2 separate regions of the Anas platyrhynchos genome follow, and region 1 is linked to region 2. Evidence: chromatin contacts called from public Hi-C data. All regions are on one chromosome and are shown on one strand. Each heading gives the region's core, a stretch centred on a gene start, on an enhancer-like site or on the middle of the called end of the contact. The rest is flanking DNA. Distances are from core to core; before and after follow the strand shown.

What was found. A called contact is a pair of places that touch in the nucleus more often than the background predicts.
Region 1: a contact with region 2 is called in a Hi-C map of subcutaneous adipose tissue, with 2.2 times the contacts expected there. The contact joins two enhancer-like sites. A contact is called at or near these places in 3 of 8 Hi-C or Micro-C datasets (liver, skeletal muscle and subcutaneous adipose tissue).

What each region holds. Positions count from the first base shown.
Region 1 is chr7:29,336,680-29,340,787 of IASCAAS_PekinDuck_T2T, forward strand. HDAC4 (histone deacetylase 4) reads left to right here. Exons shown (of 28, transcript XM_027461718.3): 9 at 1,141-1,272; 10 at 3,904-4,016. Among named protein-coding and RNA genes, the nearest start is that of TWIST2, 140 kb to the right of the region's middle. Within about 2 kb of position 1,927, at least 1 of the 8 cell types and tissues checked has an H3K27ac peak or open chromatin away from gene starts, as enhancers often do. A contact at or near this core is called in subcutaneous adipose tissue, where this site is marked.
Region 2 is chr7:29,031,895-29,035,865 of IASCAAS_PekinDuck_T2T, forward strand. All of the region lies in intron 8 of NDUFA10 (NADH:ubiquinone oxidoreductase subunit A10), which reads left to right. It overlaps LOC140002957 (a long non-coding RNA gene), which reads left to right. Exons shown (of 3, transcript XR_011810723.1): 1 at 1-2,442; 2 at 3,872-3,968. Among named protein-coding and RNA genes, the nearest start is that of NDUFA10, 20 kb to the left of the region's middle. Within about 2 kb of position 2,272, at least 1 of the 8 cell types and tissues checked has an H3K27ac peak or open chromatin away from gene starts, as enhancers often do. A contact at or near this core is called in subcutaneous adipose tissue, where this site is marked.

The DNA.
Region 1 (4,108 bases), core at 677-3,176, 300 kb after region 2:
AAAATCATCTCACAGGAGGAATCTTGACTTAAGGCTTCATTACCTTTATAAAAACTTGATAAGCTGTGCAGTGCGAACGTGTTCAGCGTTGCCAGTTGTCATTAACCCGGAGATATTAGGGGATCCCAGGAGTTCTGCTTTGACTTTTGGAGAAATGAAATCTAAGGATTTGGGTACAGCAGAAGTTTCTATTTAAGAGGATATTTCAGCTGTATGGTATACACAAAGCAAGTCAGGCTGTGGTCTCAGGAAATAGATGCACACCTACTTTTGGCAGCCCAGACTTTTTGAAGTATTTGATGTGTTTTTAGATACGGTTTAATTTTGTGGCTGTGATGATGTAACCAAGTATCTCCCCAAATAAACAAACCTTCTCCGCCCTGGCCTTGGCTTTAGCATTGCCCACACTCCCATGCCCTTTTGCCTGAGTTGACGCTGATGCTCATCAGACCCAAGGCGAGGTGCTCCAGGGAGCTGAACCAGTGTGAAAACATTCACCTTTTTTTTTGTTATGTGGTTTGATTTGTGTTGCTTTTTTGTTGTTTTGTGTTATTTTGTGTTTTTGTTGTTTTTTTTTTTTCCCCATGTTTTTTCTGGTGTGCCTCCCTGAGCCAGCTCACGCTGTGGTCAGATGACTCCAAGGGTGTGGGGCTGCCCATTTCAGCAACACATCGCAGATAGCGTCCCGGCCCCACAGCAATGCTCCGTGCTGACCAAGCAGCAGCATCTCAGCTATCTCACCGATTCCTGTATTGATTTTTAGATCTCATAAGTTAGGTTCTCCCACTGGCTTGGAAGAAAGTTGGGCAGTGGCAGGAAACTGGGGAGTGTGAGTGGTGCTCTCTGATCCAGCCCAAACGAGTTCACAGTCATTAGAGACAACACGGCAGGATGATTATTATTTTTAATTTAAATGTCACTGACTTTCATTATCAGTGAATTCAGATAATATATAGGCTGGAACCTTTTCATTATATTTAGAAGTCTTTGTTCCAAATATATGGTATCGAATGACTAATTTTGTTTAGGCTTTCACAAATGATGAACTGTAATTCAGTCTTTGCATTGAGTAAAAAATCTACTGAAATGATATTAACTCAAATGCTGTTTGCTTTTCTCTTTTTTTTTTTTTTTATTCAGCATCTGAACCCAACCTAAAATTACGATCCAGACTAAAGCAAAAAGTTGCTGAGAGACGGAGCAGCCCCCTCTTGCGCAGAAAAGATGGCCCGGTGGTTACTGCTCTGAAGAAGCGCCCGCTGGACGTCACAGGTAGGTTGGGTAGGCAGCAGAAGTTGTGCTGCCAGCCACAAGCTCAGTGAAGTGTCCCTTTCCAGAAGCAATTCCTGCATCTAGTTAATTTTGCAGTCTGGATCTCTTTCTTATGTGCCTCTGAATGTTGGAAAAACCTTGATACTGTTGGTGGAGTTCACCTTCTGATGCAGGTGCGTGGCAGCAGCACAGGTCCTTGGGTACCCATCTACTGGGACAGCACTGCCGCCTCAATGAGCATCTTTTGTAGCTACTTTTAAGATGTGTAGATGCAGTTATGCCACCAGAGTGCTATTTTTTCCTGAGCATTTCTATGATCTTCAGCAACAGGTTGCAGAGAAATAAAATTTCCAAAAAGTGCTTCTACAGATATCCATGGGGAGGCCATAACTCATAACTGTCTTCCTCCAGTAGTAAATGCTTTACAGCCCTGGTATGTTTTAGGCTTTGGGCAGATTGCCACAGTTCCTTGTTAAGTAATTATGTTGAAGTTTTAAAACATGTAAGGGCTTTTTTATTTAATATACGTAGCTGGTATTTTTGACTACTTATATGACAGTTTCTTGTTGAAAAATAGTATTCTTCTGGGAATAAATTTCGTAAGGAGGAATCAGATTAAACTAGACTGTATAGATCACCATAAAGTTAATTCTTAGCACCATCTAGGGATGCCTCTGTGTAAGTACCACTACATGACTGCTGTCTCAGACTTTGATCTCCTCTTGAAAGCATGCTGTCATCATTCACACAAACTCAGAGTGAGCTCTCTTAGAGAGCCTGGTGGCTTCGGGACATCCGGGGGCAGCTAGGCACTGCTCTGTGTCAGAGCCCCTCCGTTTGCAGAGGAAATGGATTTCAACAGCTATGCATAATTTATGTCAGGTCTGGAAATCGAATTTGCTTCACTCCTCATGTACCGCTCTAAGTCACGTGGCTTTTAGGATAAATCAGGCCCTAGTGTCTGACCACTTGATCCCAGCAATGCCTTCAGAAATGGCAGTGGAAGCTGCTGCTTCTCACTGAGCGTGGACCTGGTTCAGGAAGGCAGCCTGGAGTTAAGGATATGGTACCAAAGGAAAGCACATGCTTTCCATGCAGTCAGAAAATTCCTTCAAAATGCTTAGACTCCCTGAAGTTGCTTTCCATGGAGAAGTTCAGTGTTATGTGCTCAGCTGGGTCTTACTCGCTGCTGAGTTTTCTTGATTGCAGGATTACAAGAAACCTCCCCAAATGCAGAGCCAATAAATGGCAGTAAATGGAAGCAAGGCAAATATGTATTTATTTATTTGTTTAACTTTGGTACTTTGCTGGAGGCCCTTGCAATGATGAAAATAACAAAACAGTATACACAGAATAATGCCACAAAAGAAACGATGTAAAAAAAAAATAAAAATCCCTGGAATTGTAACAATTGACTTTTATTTCTACTGGGGCGTCCTAGAGCAGTTAGGCGAGTGCTGCAGCCTGAACCATTGCAGCTGCTGGGAGATTCTTGTGGCATTGGGTAAATCCTGTGCTTGGAAAGGAGGAATGAAAAAAAAACAATGTTATTTGCCTTCCAAAACAAAAGGAGAAACACTGGAAGCTGTGCCATGCGCCAGGTGAGAGACCTTCTGAGGGAAGTTTTCTGGCTGTTGCAATTTCGTGTGCTGTCTTTTGTTTGTTGTTATTTCTGCCTCAGTAATGGGGAGGCTTTGATTTCAAGCCGGCCAACTCTGTGGTTCTGGTTAGTGAGTTCACAGGGAACGTGTTGATAAAACATACAAAGCTGAGAGGATTTTGTGAGCGTTCAGGTGATAACAGAATTATTTGGGGGCATTAACTCTGCACTGGGTCTTTCCAGTGAGAAAGTGTTTTACTCCCACTTGGAGAAAGAGTAGAGAAGACCTACCAAAAAAGAAGGCAGTGTCCTGAAGTTGACGTAGTCACTCTTGGACCCTGTCTCGTTTTGCCTGAATTTTTGTGAGAGGTGCTCAGCCATGACTGACTATTTGTCCATTCCCATGTCACTCACGCAGCTTTTAAAACTCTCAAAATGGTTTAATTTGCCTCTCCCACTGGCCTGCTCTGGAAAGTCTTGGTGCCTCTTCATGGAAGTGGAGGTCGGCTCTGGTGCCAGCTCAGGGTAAGGGCTCGGCTTTGGGCATGTGCCTGCAGTAAATCCAGATGCACCTGAGGACTGCACGGGAAAACGTCCACAGTGAGCTGGTTCCCTTGTCATTTGAGCAGGATGTTCAAAGCAACTCGTGGTGAGAGGGAGTCATGAGGATTGTAGACTAAAGGGGGTTAGAGAAGCACTCCAGAAAAATGAAACAGGACAATCCAACATATTCCAGTTTGGCCTCTGTAAGCTTTCCTTGTCTTTTATCATCTTCCAATTGTATTTAAGGTTATTAATATAGTATAAGAGAAATCCCCACGAGGTGAAGACATAAATCAGGTAAGTAGGTACTTGGACAGGCTGTTTGAAAGTGTGTTTGTCAGTATCTTAAGAGCCCTGTGAAGATGTAAAAGGGAGATGGGGAGGAGGGTTGCCTTCCTCCAAAACAAAACTTGAGGGGTTGTTATCTGTCTAAATATCATCTCAAAGATTGCTTGTAATGCTAAAAGTTGGTTTTGGATGTGTTTTAGACTCTGCATGCAACAGTGCTCCTGGATCTGGTCCCAGCTCTCCAAACAACAGCTCCAATAACATAAGCGCCGAGAATGGAATTACGGGATCAGTCACGAGTATTCAAGCAGAGGTACAGAGCCCTTCCTTTCTCTAAGTTTAACACTTGGCTTTCTAATCAGTTTGCACAGAGTTTTAGGCATACAAACCGGTGTGCAGCACACT
Region 2 (3,971 bases), core at 1,022-3,521:
GCAGGAAATCCTTTGACAAAGCTTGTTGACAGAGCAACCTTGTAGCAAGTTTTTATGTGGTGCTGTTTAGATTGGCTGTGTGTAAAGTGTTTTTCTAAACCTAATTTCTTAGCTGTCTGCTTCTAAATATCTTCCCAGCAGTCAAGAAGCTGGCTGAACAGAGTGTAGGGGGAAAAGGAAACAGGCAAACTTGGATGATTGCTCAATAAGTGTGGGTTTTTTCTCCTTTTGCCAGACTCCCAGTAAATAATCCTATATTGAAGCTTTAATCCTGATTCACAAAATGAGGCGTTACAGTTTTGTCATTCATTCTTTATAATAACAAGGAGAATTTTTAAATGTAACGGTTTAAGGGTATTCTGGGGGTGTTTTGTTTTTTTTTTTTTTTTTTAAGAATCCTTGTCTGTTTAATTGGATGTGAAGAGATCAAACTCAGCGGAAAGTGCCTTGCTGGAATAAAAACAAACTTTTGATAAAAGTAATTCCTGCCAAGTACACCATGATTATTTGTATTCCAGTTCAGCTGTGGAGTGCTACTGGTGAGGTTGCATGTGTCCTGACTGCTGAAAAATTTGCCCTCCAAACTCTAAAGAATGCGAAATAAATCACTGACATGTATGTAAGGAAATGAGATTGCAGCCCTACGCTTCTATACATGTGTTACAGATAAAGCAGCAGGACTGCCACTCTTAAGTCACACTGATGAATAAAATGTTCTTTGGATAATCCCATATAAAAAGAAAATCCACACTTGTAAGGGTATTGATAGGTTTAACCTTGCACTGAAGTGGGACAAGCTTCCCGTTTTGCAGAACTTCTTCATTAGACTGCACGTACAGGTAGCGAGGTCAGAATAGTTACTGCATTTTTAAAACAGAGCTTCAGATCTATGTTCTTGTCATATTAATTTCAGGTTCTCTCATCGGTTAGTAGGAAGACAAGGAATTTTTTTTAATGAATCACTTCCCAGCTGGGTGCCCCAGCGTGTCCCGGGGCCTGGGGCTGCTCCTCCCCGGGGGCAGCACTCTGCACCTCTCCTGGTTGGACTTCCGAATTTTAGTATTTATTGTGAGAGAGGCGCTGGAATAATAAGTTAAGCCTTTTTTTAAACAAGCTTCCGTGGGAAAGAATCCCATGAACTTTCACTTTTCTGTTCTGTTACTTCAAATGCCTTCTAATATTAGCGGTAATGCTGTGCCTTTTGTATGGCCCTTCTCTCAAAGGGTGAAGGTAGGTTGTAGAAGAGCAACGTTGGGTGGCATCTAAGAGAAACAAGTCAGGATTTGGCAACTTTTTGCCTAAGAAAAGTTTTCTATATATAGTAATTAAAGAAAAGCATCTGGTGGCTTGGATCCTGTGGAACTGTGAAAATAAGACTTCCTTTCAAAGAAGACAATACAGTTGTTGCTGTTTTTCTTATAGCTTCACACCGGTACAGTTATTAAGAAAGGATTATTGTTAATTGCAGAGTGTAGGAGGGAGTTAAAGTAAAGCACACAATTAAAGAGTGCTGTATTAAGATATTGCGTGAAATTTGTACTTTGTAACTGTAGAAAGGAATAAATAGCATTGCCAAAGGACTTTAATTTTTCATTCAACCCTGGATGATGGTGAGAGGGTTTCCTTTACAAGGCTTGTCATTGCAGATAATAAGAAATTATTTCTTTTAAAGGTGGTGCGTGGCTATCTTACTAAAATCTCACAATGCAACAAACGTAATTTAAATGTTCAAGCGCTTTGAGTTTTGCTGTTTCCACTTGCCTTCAGAATAGCATTGTCAAGATTGTGTTCATATGCAGAGATCTGATCAAAGTGCTCCGTGTTTGCTTTGTTCCTTCGGCGTTGGGGTATCAGGACATTGATCAAATGCGTGACAACAGGTCCTGTGCCAGTTTTGTGCCCACACCTTGTTCAGCTGAGCAGGAAATAGCAAGCACCTTCTAACCTTACATTCAAAGCTACACTTTTTTTTTTTTAAATATTTTTTCAAGCTAACTCTACAAGTGTGGGGTAGACGTGAGAGTTAAAGCTGATAGTTTCCTATTTTTTTCCCCAATATCAAACAGAAGAGAACTTGTGGTACTCTGCCTTCACCAGACTTCCAGATGTCCTGTGCCTATACGAATATTTCCCATTTCAAGGAGGCTTTTACTGCGCTGTGTGTCCCCGGTGGGCTGCAGGTCCTGCATGCCAGCACATGCTGCCCTCTCGCGGGTGTTTCTGTTAGACTGCAGCAGGGATTTGGCCACGGTTTGGGAAATGATGGATTGCGAAATCAGCAATCCAGCACTTTGCACAGCCTGCTTGTTCTGGCTCGGGCTGTTTCAGCCCTGGTGCTGGAGGGGCGGCTGCCGGCTTGTTCCCTGGCTCTGGGGATGCCTTCCACCTCTTCACCTTCAGCTCGCACCACGCCTCTGGGAAAGGAAGGGGAATGCTGGGCAGGTGAGGATAACTATTCTGTTGTATGTATATAGGGGCTAACACCTGGAAACCCCAGCAGTGCCTCTGACTGCTTTCATAATGCAAAAACTAAGCTAATCAAACCAGCGGGCCGCACCCATACAAAATCAGGTGCGTTACAACATCTTTTATCTCCTCGCCTCGCCCTCCGGTCTCTCTCCCTTGCCCTAATAGAAAGCAGTTTGATCGTGGGATCGAGGCATGTCTTGGTAAAAGGTTAGAAACATATTTGCCTGCGTGGAAGCTGGAGGGTTCTCCCAGAGGGTGCTCTCCGCATCTCTCCTCCCTCCCCAGCCTTCGAGTCGAGCAGAAATAGTTCTGCTGGCTTTTTGCAATAGCTCGGTGCGTTCCCATGTTGCTGCCACGCTGTCTCAAGCAGGTTTTTAGCTGTGCCCTTCCCAGCAAAACTGCGTGACTGCGGGATGCATTGCGTAATAAGTCATGTTTTGGAACAAAGAGCTGTAGTTTGTGTAATGTCACCTGGGTTAATTTACCAGCAGGTGAGGGAAACATAATGCATTTGGCTTGTTTTGGTGTACGAGTCCTCAGTCAAATCTGTTGCATCGCTGCAGCTGCTTCAGACTTTGCTGTAGCAGGATGTGTATTTTTACAGGCATGTCTTTGGCTTTTTCAGCCTCCACTACTTCCATTAAAAAAAAATCAACATTTGTTGTATCCTAAAGAAAGGGGTTCTGTTTTCATCTGGAAACAACCTAGTCGTGAAACAGTTTGCCACTGTCATACGTTCAATTTTGTTCACAACTTACTATTAGTGTGCCACATACCCCGTATGGTAAATCATCCAATATTGTGTTTGGCAGTACATCAGGATATATTTTGAGGTTGTTACTGATGGATCTTGTATGAGCAGTAATTGGTGATTTTTTTTTAAAGTTGTGTTTCTTTAAATTCTTGTTGCTGAACCCGGGGCATAGCTCCTGTTCCCTTTCTTTTCATTTTGCTCTGATTAAATGAAATCTTGCAAAGCAGCAGCATGGGAGCAAACGAGGGAAAGCGACTCCTCAGCTCTATTTTGCCGTCTAATAAAGCACACTTAGCAAAGGAAAGACATGTCCGTGGTTGAACGTGTCTGATTTCAAACAGCAGGACTAGAAGTGCTCGTAAGAGGTGTACTGGGCTTGTTCTTCAAACCCTTTGTCACAGAGATTCCAAAAATCTCACTCAGCATCTGTTGTAAAACTTCTGGCACTACGGCAAAGTGCTTCCTTAGCACCTTTCTCCTTCCTTGCTTCCATCGAAACAGCTCTCTTTCGTCAGTTCCTCCTCATGGCAGCTTTTTATAGGTTTGAAGAGTTGTTTTTGCACCTTCTCACCTCTTGCAGACCTGCTTTTCTTGGAAAGCTCGTCTTTACTTTCTTGGCAAAGGCGTTGAGTGTCTGTTGCTCACCAGGGGAGTGGCCACGGTTCACCTTGGGCACGGCGTGCTTGAGCTGCCTAACCAAACAGTGGAGCTGGAGGCTGCCTGACCGAAGGTCTGGAGTGAATGGGTA